Linked DNA regions of Sus scrofa: region 2 is linked to region 1. Evidence: chromatin contacts called from public Hi-C data. All regions are on one chromosome and are shown on one strand. Each heading gives the region's core, a stretch centred on a gene start, on an enhancer-like site or on the middle of the called end of the contact. The rest is flanking DNA. Distances are from core to core; before and after follow the strand shown. Region 1 has its middle 230 kb from the start of PHLPP1. Region 2 has its middle 73 kb from the start of ZCCHC2.

Region 1 (4,241 bases), core at 487-2,986:
TGGTGCTGGTGCCCCTCCAGCACCAGCTTTGTCCACACCCCTTCCCCCAGGGCCCTGCAGTGGGTCCTAGCAGAATCTTATTCAATCAGGCCACATTTCTTTCATCTGCTGAGAAGAGTCCTGCTCCCTGAGAAAACCCCAAAGGGTGCCTGTTGCACTTTGTCTTAGGTTCGTGAAGAATGACATGAAAGCAGTCAGCCCCCGGTGCTGCCCACTGTAGTGACAAAGGCAGAGATTCATTAAAGGCATAAAGCAGCTCATTATCCAGACTGCAGCTTATACTTGGTTTTGGACAATTTATTTGATATTTATTGATCATGGAGGATGTGAAATGGCCTGTCCTGGGCCAAATCAGCAATTTAAAAGAGATACAGGGGTCTGCCTGACCACAGCCAAAGTCATCTGTTCCCAGGCAATTCACAAGCATACCCTGGACAGAAGGCATGTGGGGCCAGCTTGCCACACATCTCTCACAGCTCCAAAGAATCCTATCAACTAAGCCGAACCACAGGAAACTGAGGCGACAGAGCCAATGTTTTGTCCCCCCCAAACATGCGAAAACAGTTCCACCTCACACCTGTACCAATAGGGGATGAATGAAATGCCAACAGCAGGACTCAGACAGCGAAGGGAGGGACTCTGCAAACCAATGAAATGGTGGTGCCCCACGAGGCCTTTCAGCTCCTGCAATAACTGAATTAACACAAGTCATGTTAATCAATCCAGGGAGGAAAATCAAAATTTTGTTGAATATCAGACATTTCAAAACTCGTAGTTAGTTCTGCTTCCGACACTGTCAAAGAGGTTGCCAGGGCAGGTGGCACCCTGCATTTCTTTATTTGTCATAACCCTGCGGCAAAAGCACCCCAAAATAGGAGAGGAAATAAATGAATGCACACATCCTAAGCTACCCGGAGGAAGGCTGGATGACAGTCTCGTCTTAAAAAGCTCTTCCCTCCCATTCCTTTCCAGTCCCGGGGCCGGGGCAGGAAGTGGAGGCTCACACAGCCCGAGGAGGATCTGACATCCTGGGGAGTTTCCTGGGGAAGGTGGGTGATGATCCCAAACTTTTGGTGATCTTCCTCCTCCCACTGGCCTCACACCTCAGTCTCAGAGGCCTGCGGAAGAGTGACTCTTTATCCAGTAAAGACTGAGCTCCTGTGCTGCTCAAAGCCCTGGGCTACTCGAAACTCAGTCACTACCACAGATTCCCAATCGAGACCCCGAACATCAAGAATGACCCGTGAGAGAGGGTCACTTCTTCCAAAAGTCTGAAATCAGGTGAAGTGGGATTTTTGTTCATTGTTGGGTGGACCTGACATTTATGATAACTGAAACCTACGGAAAATGCCCAGATGGGGCCCAGAGGCCGTCTGAGAGCCGTACAGCTGTGTGTTCAGGCGGGGAGGGGGGACGTCGCCTGAGTTTGAAGACACAGGAGAAATTATTTAGTGAGCACTTGCCTTATGCCAACCTTCTGGAAGAAGGATCTTCTCTGTCATCCCCCAGGCTTGGTCTACGTCTGCGGCTTCATCTCACACCCTCAGGCCCTGGGGCGTCGAGCGTTAACCACGAGGACACCCTAAAAGGACCAGGCTTGCAGCCAGGGTACCAGTCTGTCAGCACCGCCCCTACGCTCCTGCGGGAGTTTGGGACGACACACTGACCATGTGCAGCCCTGCCTGTCGCCCCGCCCTCCTGAGAGCCTTGCTCTCTGCTGCCCTGCGCCCCAGGGGAGGCGGGCTTTCCCAGAGCGAGGAGCGGTCAGCCTCCGCCAAGCTGGGCTGGGAGCTGAGCTGGCTGAGGATGGGGTTCAAGAGTCAGAAGCTCACTCACCCGGTGACATAAGTCACATTCTCAGTTGTGTCAGCTTTAAGTAGTAAAATAAAAGTAAGTAAATCTTTCTACTTATTTCTGCTTTGTTTTGTCTTTGGTTGGGAAGCAGGACAAGGAACAGGGATGCTGTTAAGGGCCACTCCCCCAATATTCCAACACTCCCCCTGCCCCCAGGGCTTTGACCTTGCAGTTTCCTCTGCCTGAAATTTTCATCTTTCAGATCCTATCTTGTCTTCTTTTCAATGTTTTACATCAAATACCATTTTTAGAGTTGCAGTGGTGGCTTAGCGGTAACTAACGGACAGGATCCATGAGGACGTGGGTTCGATCCCTGGGCCCGTTCCGTGGGTTAAAGATCCAGTGTTGCCGTGAGCTGTGGTGTAGGTTGCAGACATGGCTCAGATCCTCTGTTGCTGTGGCTGTGGTATAGGCTGGTGGCTACAGCTCTGATTGGACCCCTAGCCTGAGAACCTCCAAATGCCACAGGCGCAGCCCTAAAAAGCAACAACAACAAAAAAATCATTCTTGATCTCATTTCCCTCTCCTGTTTTCTTCACAGTTTCCTCCACACACGTCTGAAATAATCATATTCATATTTAAAGATTTGCTTATTCATTATCAGCTCCTTGGGTCTAGAGGGTTTAGAAAGTGGAGTTGACAGGACTTGGTGACAGATGACAGGTTCTGCACATGTCAGGCTTGCAGAGGGTGCAGGTTTGAGGCACACTGGGTTTGTGGCACCCGAGTCCTGGGAGGGAGGTGTCCAGGAGGTGGTGTGGACTTGGGGTTGGGGGATGCTGAGCGCCCCCAGAACAAGCCCTGAATGAGAGTGAGAGGCAAAGGGAGGAGCATGGAGCTCAACTCAGGATCCAGTAGAAGAGCCTGAAAAATGTGGCGGAGAAGCAGCTGCTCAAAGCCAGCGCAGAGGCAAAGCAAGAGGGATGGGGGTCAAAATAGAAGTTTTGAACAAGGAAGTGATCAGCTGTGGCAAATGCAGCATTGTTGTTGCTGGAAGTCGTCATGCCCACCCCCACCCCCAACCCCTTCCTCCCCGCCACTGTGACTGTGGTGAGCAGTGGCCTGAATGGAGTGGAGGGGTGACAGGGCAGACAGAACAAAAGGGATGGAGCCAGGCACTTCTGGGGACAGGGGATTTTCCACTTTTATTTTATTTTTTTTAAGTAAGAGAGGCCTGCACTTAGGAATTGTGAGAACTTCCAGGAAAAAGGCAGGGAACAGAGCTGTGAGGTCACAGAGCAGCAGGGCGCAGGCAGCAGAGAATAAACTCCTCTCCCTGGGAGAGAGGGACTGGCAGGATGGTCTAGGAGGGAGTTTCAACCTATAGGTGAGAGGCAGGGAACTGAGTGAGGGGCTAGGAAGAATATTGAAGGTTTAGGAAAGTTTCTGTGAGGAGTGGGAGGGAGAGCCAGGGAAGGTGAAGGGTGACTGAGCGGTGCTGAGCTCAGAGTGGGCTGGAAGCTACAAACTGTGGGTCAGTGCCCTTTGCAGGAACCAGTGGTTTTCTGGCTTCATGGCCCACATGGAAGCGAAATGGTGAAGGGTTGTGTTCTCACAGACGCATGCTTGTAGATCTTGAGGATGCTTCTAACAAGGCAGCATTTTCCAGTGGAGGCCAAGGGGCCTGTCTGACCTGGGGACAGGTCAGACCCCTGAGGGCTTGTTCAAACCTCCTCCATCTTCACCCCTGGATGCACGGAGCCCTCCACCTTTTACTAACCCACTGAAGCCCCTCCTCAGTATGTTGGAGTGGGAGGGAAAAAGGCTGCAAAGTCGGGGGTTTTTTTGTCTTTTTTTCTAAACAAATGGGCATGTGTGTCTAAGAAATGATCCATGGGGACAGTTTGCAGATAAGGGATTAAAGGTGAAGCAGAAAGCAGCTCTGAGGCCAGGGTGCTAGAGACGACTGCCACGTCCGTCTACCATAAGTGTGTCGAATTCAAAGTTGCTCAAAATAAAACCCTGCCTATTCAAGAAAAACAGTTGGTTTTGATGGTGTTCGATGGGCAGAGCAAAGGACCACTGGTTCTTCTGTTCTTTTCCACCCAAGGAGTGTGAATCCAAAGCTCAGTAAGTGCAGGCCCCAGCCTCCACCTCCTCTGTTCGTGCACACTCTGCACTCAGCACACTTGGAAGAGCCTGTGTCTGTGTCGACCTCCCAGGGTAGAAGTGGCAGGAAGGAAGCCCATCTGGGCTTTAGTGCGGAGCTGCTGGTGGCATGTGGGCTCCTTAATGCTCACGCTGGATGGATGGAAATGGAGAGGAAAGCCAACACTCTGGTCACACTGGCAGGCGTGGGCTTTCCTGCCCACAGCCCCTTCTCCCCCCTCTCCTCCCACCCAGCATCTCATCCCTTAGAACATGTGCTGGTAACAGAGGCGTAAACA
Region 2 (4,241 bases), core at 1,028-3,527, 310 kb after region 1:
CAGTCTTGGCGGAGAAAGCAAACCTGTTATAGAGGGTAAGAATTAGCCTACTTTTTGCTTCCAGGCAGACTGGAACAACCCCACAATTTCTAAGTCTTCACATATGAATTTGGTGAATGTTGTCTTTATAACCAGAAGCCTAGAGGCCTCAGGTGTAGGCGTTTGAACAAGTATGATTTTAGTTTTGGATTCAGAACCCTGTAATTTGATACCTGGAGCATTTCCTCCTCTCATTCACACGAGTATTCATTCATCGAGTAAATATTCATTGAATATCTGGGCTTAGGGTTCAGGAGATAGCAGTGAATAGGAAAGGACTTACCTTCTAGCTGGGGAGACAAACAGGAAACAAGTAAACAAATTGCAAACCTTGAAGGGCTCTGAAGGAAAGGCCCAGAACAGTGCTGTCAAAAGGAATGGGAGAGGAGGTGACATCTGAGCTGAGACCTGGAGGATGGGAACAAGTTCCCACAGAAAGTGCTGGAGACAAAAGGACTCTGAGGCCATGGAGGTCAGAGCAGTGCTTACCTCAGGGGAGGGTGCGGGCAGCCAGGATGCTGGAAATAGTCTGCATCTTGATCTGGGTGAAGATATGTGTAGAAAATAGGTAAAAATTCATTGAGCTGCACACTTCAAGGCTTATGCACTTTATCATATGAATTTCATATCTTTAAAATAAAGGGAAATGAAAGGGGGTGGGTGTGTTCTGGAGGGAATAACAAGCAAGAGGCTTGCAGGCAGACTGTCTCTTGCGGAAAATAGCCAGAAGCTGGAGGCAGAGGTCAAGGGGCAGTGGGATGAGGTTGAGTACAGTGGTTATCCCTGGGGAGAGAAATAAAATTGGGGCTCTGGAATTAGGGATTTCAACTGTTTATACTTTTCAAAAAATATATACTATTTTGAACATATCTTTGTTTTATATGAACCATTTTTATTTATTATTTTTAGGGCCATACCAGCAGCATATGTAAGTTTCCAGGCTAAGGGATCAAATGGGAACTACAGGTGCAGCCTATACCATAGCCGTGGGCAACACCAGATCCCAGGCGCACCTTCTGGCCATAGCCCACAGCTTGCCCCAACGCCTGATCCTTAACCCACTGAGTGAGGCCAGGGATGGAACCTGCATCCTCAGGGACACTATGTTGGGTTTTCAACCCACTGAGCCACAAGAGGAACTCCTGTATCCTTCTTAAAGCAAATAAGGCCATTTGCTTTTGCTTTCAAAGCGTTCCTCTCTGCCTTCCCTCTCTGCTTGTTCTAAGGTTAAGGGCTTTGAACATCCCTCTCTTGTCTCAAGGGGAAAAAATTCAGGGGTGTAAAGCCCTCATAATGCCTTCTCATCAGGGCTGTGGTCCTAGAAGGCCCACTTAGGGAACGCACACACCGTTTTTCTATTAGCAGAAGGACAGAGGGAACCGCCGAGGGTGGGGGATGGTGACTCACTTCATTCATTCACATAACATTAACCGAGTTTCTTATATGCAGACATTGTTATTTTCCAGATATTCCCAGGTCCAAATCCCTCCCTGCTCAATTCAGGATGTCCAAATACCAAGATTCCAAACCCGAGGGCAGAGACAGCATGGGCATTGTGGGTGGGATGCAGGATGGGAGAAGACATCCAAAGGGAAAGTTTCCAGGCCTTGTGGCCATGGACGGTTCCAGATGTGGTGCTAGGGACCATTTGAAGGGGCAAGAGGAGCACTTTCTAGACTAGCCCTGGGGAAACTGTCTTGAGCCTCCTGGAAAGGCCCGCCTCTCACCGTCTTCACCACCCGCACACATGGACACTCTGAAGAGCAGGTGGTGCAGGCTTGGGGCCAAACTCCGCGGCTCTCGGCTCTGCGGCGCTCGGCCTCCTCTGGGGACCTGTGGCCTTTCCGGAGGGACACCCTCGGTGGTCTGGGCTGCTGCGCACTCGGGAGGGACGTTTAGCATCCTCGACTCCGCCATTACGACAGCCCTGGGGGCGGCGCGCCCGGCTGACACCCCCGGGCGTCTCTTTCACTCCTAAAATGAATTGGGAGAAGCGCAGAGCAGCGTCGGCGCGCCGGTGCGGCTGGGGAAAGGAGAGAGGGAGGGGCGAGGCCGCGGGGGTCACCAGGGCTCCTTTTCTCGCCCGCCAGTCAATTCCAGGGGCGCCGAGGTCAGCCCGCTACACGCTGGCCGCAAAGCTCCCGCGGGGGGCGGTGACGAGTCTGGGCCCCGGACGGCGGGGCCCGCGGGTCAGACGGCTCGGCCAAGCAACCCGAAGCGCCTTCCTGGCGCCTGCAGCGGCAGCCGCGAGGCCCGGGGTGCGGCATCCCCAGGGGGCTTCCCTGCAGGATGCGGACCCACCCCGCCTGGCCCTCGTCGCCTCTGGTTCCTGCGCTGCCAAATCTGGCGCGATCCCGTCCCAGGGGAGGGGTCTATCCCAGCGCAGCCCTGAGGCTAGACCCACGCGCGTTTTTGTTGGATATTTTCAAAGATGTATGTTTGGGGACTGGGTGTCGGTGTGGGAGGTGGGGGGCGAGCTTGGTCACAGGACAGGCCAGAGGACTTGGCGGCCAGAACTGAAGGCAGGAAGCCGGATTTTCCTTGGCGATTCTCTTGCGGCCTCAGTTCCTTCCGTTGGTCTCCAAAAGGCCCACTTTCCAGGGAAGCCGAACTCCTTGATGGACTGCATTTTTGAAATCTGGGGTGAGAACTGCCTAACTGTCAAAATGGAGTCAAGGAGTGGCCTCATTTCCCTTTGCAGTTACATCCGTGGTCCTTAGGTTCCGGGCACAAAACTGAATTTTAATACCATTGGTTTTCTTTGTAATTCTAAGCGTGCGATTCGACACACTTAACAACATCATTCTGAGAATGCTGTGGCTTCCCCAGGCGGACCCCAGTCCACACTGAGTAGGTGACTATTTACGGTCGGTCGGTCGGTCCACCAGTTGGAGGAGGAACTAGGAGGCAAAATACCAACACTCTCAATTGGTCCTGCTGAAGAAACGGGAGTGCTCACCATTATCAGTCACTCAATTATACTTTCTACTTATTTTTCTAATCATCATAACCTAGATTCCCAGCATCAGGAGACCTGGATCCTCCTGGCTCTGGCTTTCTTCTTGAATCCTGGTGAGACTTGGGTCCCTCCCTTCCCATCTCTGGGCCTTGTTTCCCTCACCCAGTTTGAACCAAAAGTTTGCTAGAGGAAACTGAACTTTCTACCATTCCACCATTATCAGCCGCATCTCTGCTCCTGATTACCCCCTTCCCCTTCTCTCCTCCCAAGTGACTTAACAGGACCTAACCAGTTCAGAATCCTCAGCAGGTGTGGGAGTGGCTGCACCTGCCACCTGGCCCCTTTCCAATGGCCTGTCCTAATGGCAGATGATTGCTTGACAAACACCCTTCCCCCATCTCCATTTTGCTCTGTAGACAAGAGGGGCCGTGGCCACTTGGGCCAGAAGGAACATTCTTCTTTATTAGAACTCCTTGCCAGACTGGAACAGGGGATACTGTTTGGACCAGCACTACTCATCAGAACTTTCTCCTGCGATGGAATTGTTTTTCTCCCGTATAGACACCACTAGCGTCCCTATGTGGCTCTTGAGCATTTGATATGTGGCTAGTGTGATTAAGGAACAGAATTTAAAATTTATGTACAAAAACTTAAATTATTTTGAGATATGAAAGACATCAATGAACTGCACATAAAGTATAAAAACTGATGTTCTGACATATATACTTGTGAAATCATTACCACAATCAAGTGAATATGCCTGCTGCTCCATGGTAATCCTTCCATCCTTGCCTCCCCACCCCCATTCAGGGAACCACTGTTCTGCTTCCTGCCTTAGAGATTAGTCTTCATTTCCCAGGATATTATGTAAATGTGATCACCCAGTCTGTACTTTTTTTTGGGGGGGGTAGGCTTCTTTCACATTGCAAAATTATTTTGGATGCATTCATGTTGTGTGTCCCAGTTTGTTTCTTTTCATTGCTGAGTAATGTTCCACTGTTTGGAGCTAGAAATTTTACTTATCGATGGAGATTTGGGTTGTTCCCAGCTTCTATGGACAAATAAAATGTCTTTGAACATTCTTGCACAAATCTTTGTATAGATGCAGGCTTTCATTTCTCTTGGGTAAATTCCTAAAGGCAGAATGGCTGGATCATGGTAGGAGTATGTGTAATTTGTTAAGAAACTGGCAAACTTTTCTAAAGCGGTCATACCATTTTGCATTCCCACCTGTTTCTCTACA

What was found. A called contact is a pair of places that touch in the nucleus more often than the background predicts.
Region 2: a Hi-C map of omental adipose tissue shows a contact between it and region 1, with 1.9 times the contacts expected there. The contact joins two enhancer-like sites. A contact is called at or near these places in 1 of 5 promoter capture datasets (liver), 23 of 47 Hi-C or Micro-C datasets (adipose tissue, brain, embryonic fibroblasts and 13 more) and 2 of 2 datasets of contacts at active chromatin or transcription factors (alveolar macrophages and skeletal muscle).

What each region holds. Positions count from the first base shown.
Region 1 is chr1:158,633,940-158,638,180 of Sscrofa11.1, forward strand. No RefSeq gene overlaps it. Among named protein-coding and RNA genes, the nearest start is that of PHLPP1, 230 kb to the right of the region's middle. Within about 2 kb of position 1,737, at least 5 of the 83 cell types and tissues checked have an H3K27ac peak or open chromatin away from gene starts, as enhancers often do. A contact at or near this core is called in omental adipose tissue and retroperitoneal adipose tissue, where this site is marked.
Region 2 is chr1:158,947,149-158,951,389 of Sscrofa11.1, forward strand. No RefSeq gene overlaps it. Among named protein-coding and RNA genes, the nearest start is that of ZCCHC2, 73 kb to the right of the region's middle. Within about 2 kb of position 2,278, at least 19 of the 83 cell types and tissues checked have an H3K27ac peak or open chromatin away from gene starts, as enhancers often do. A contact at or near this core is called in omental adipose tissue and retroperitoneal adipose tissue, where this site is marked.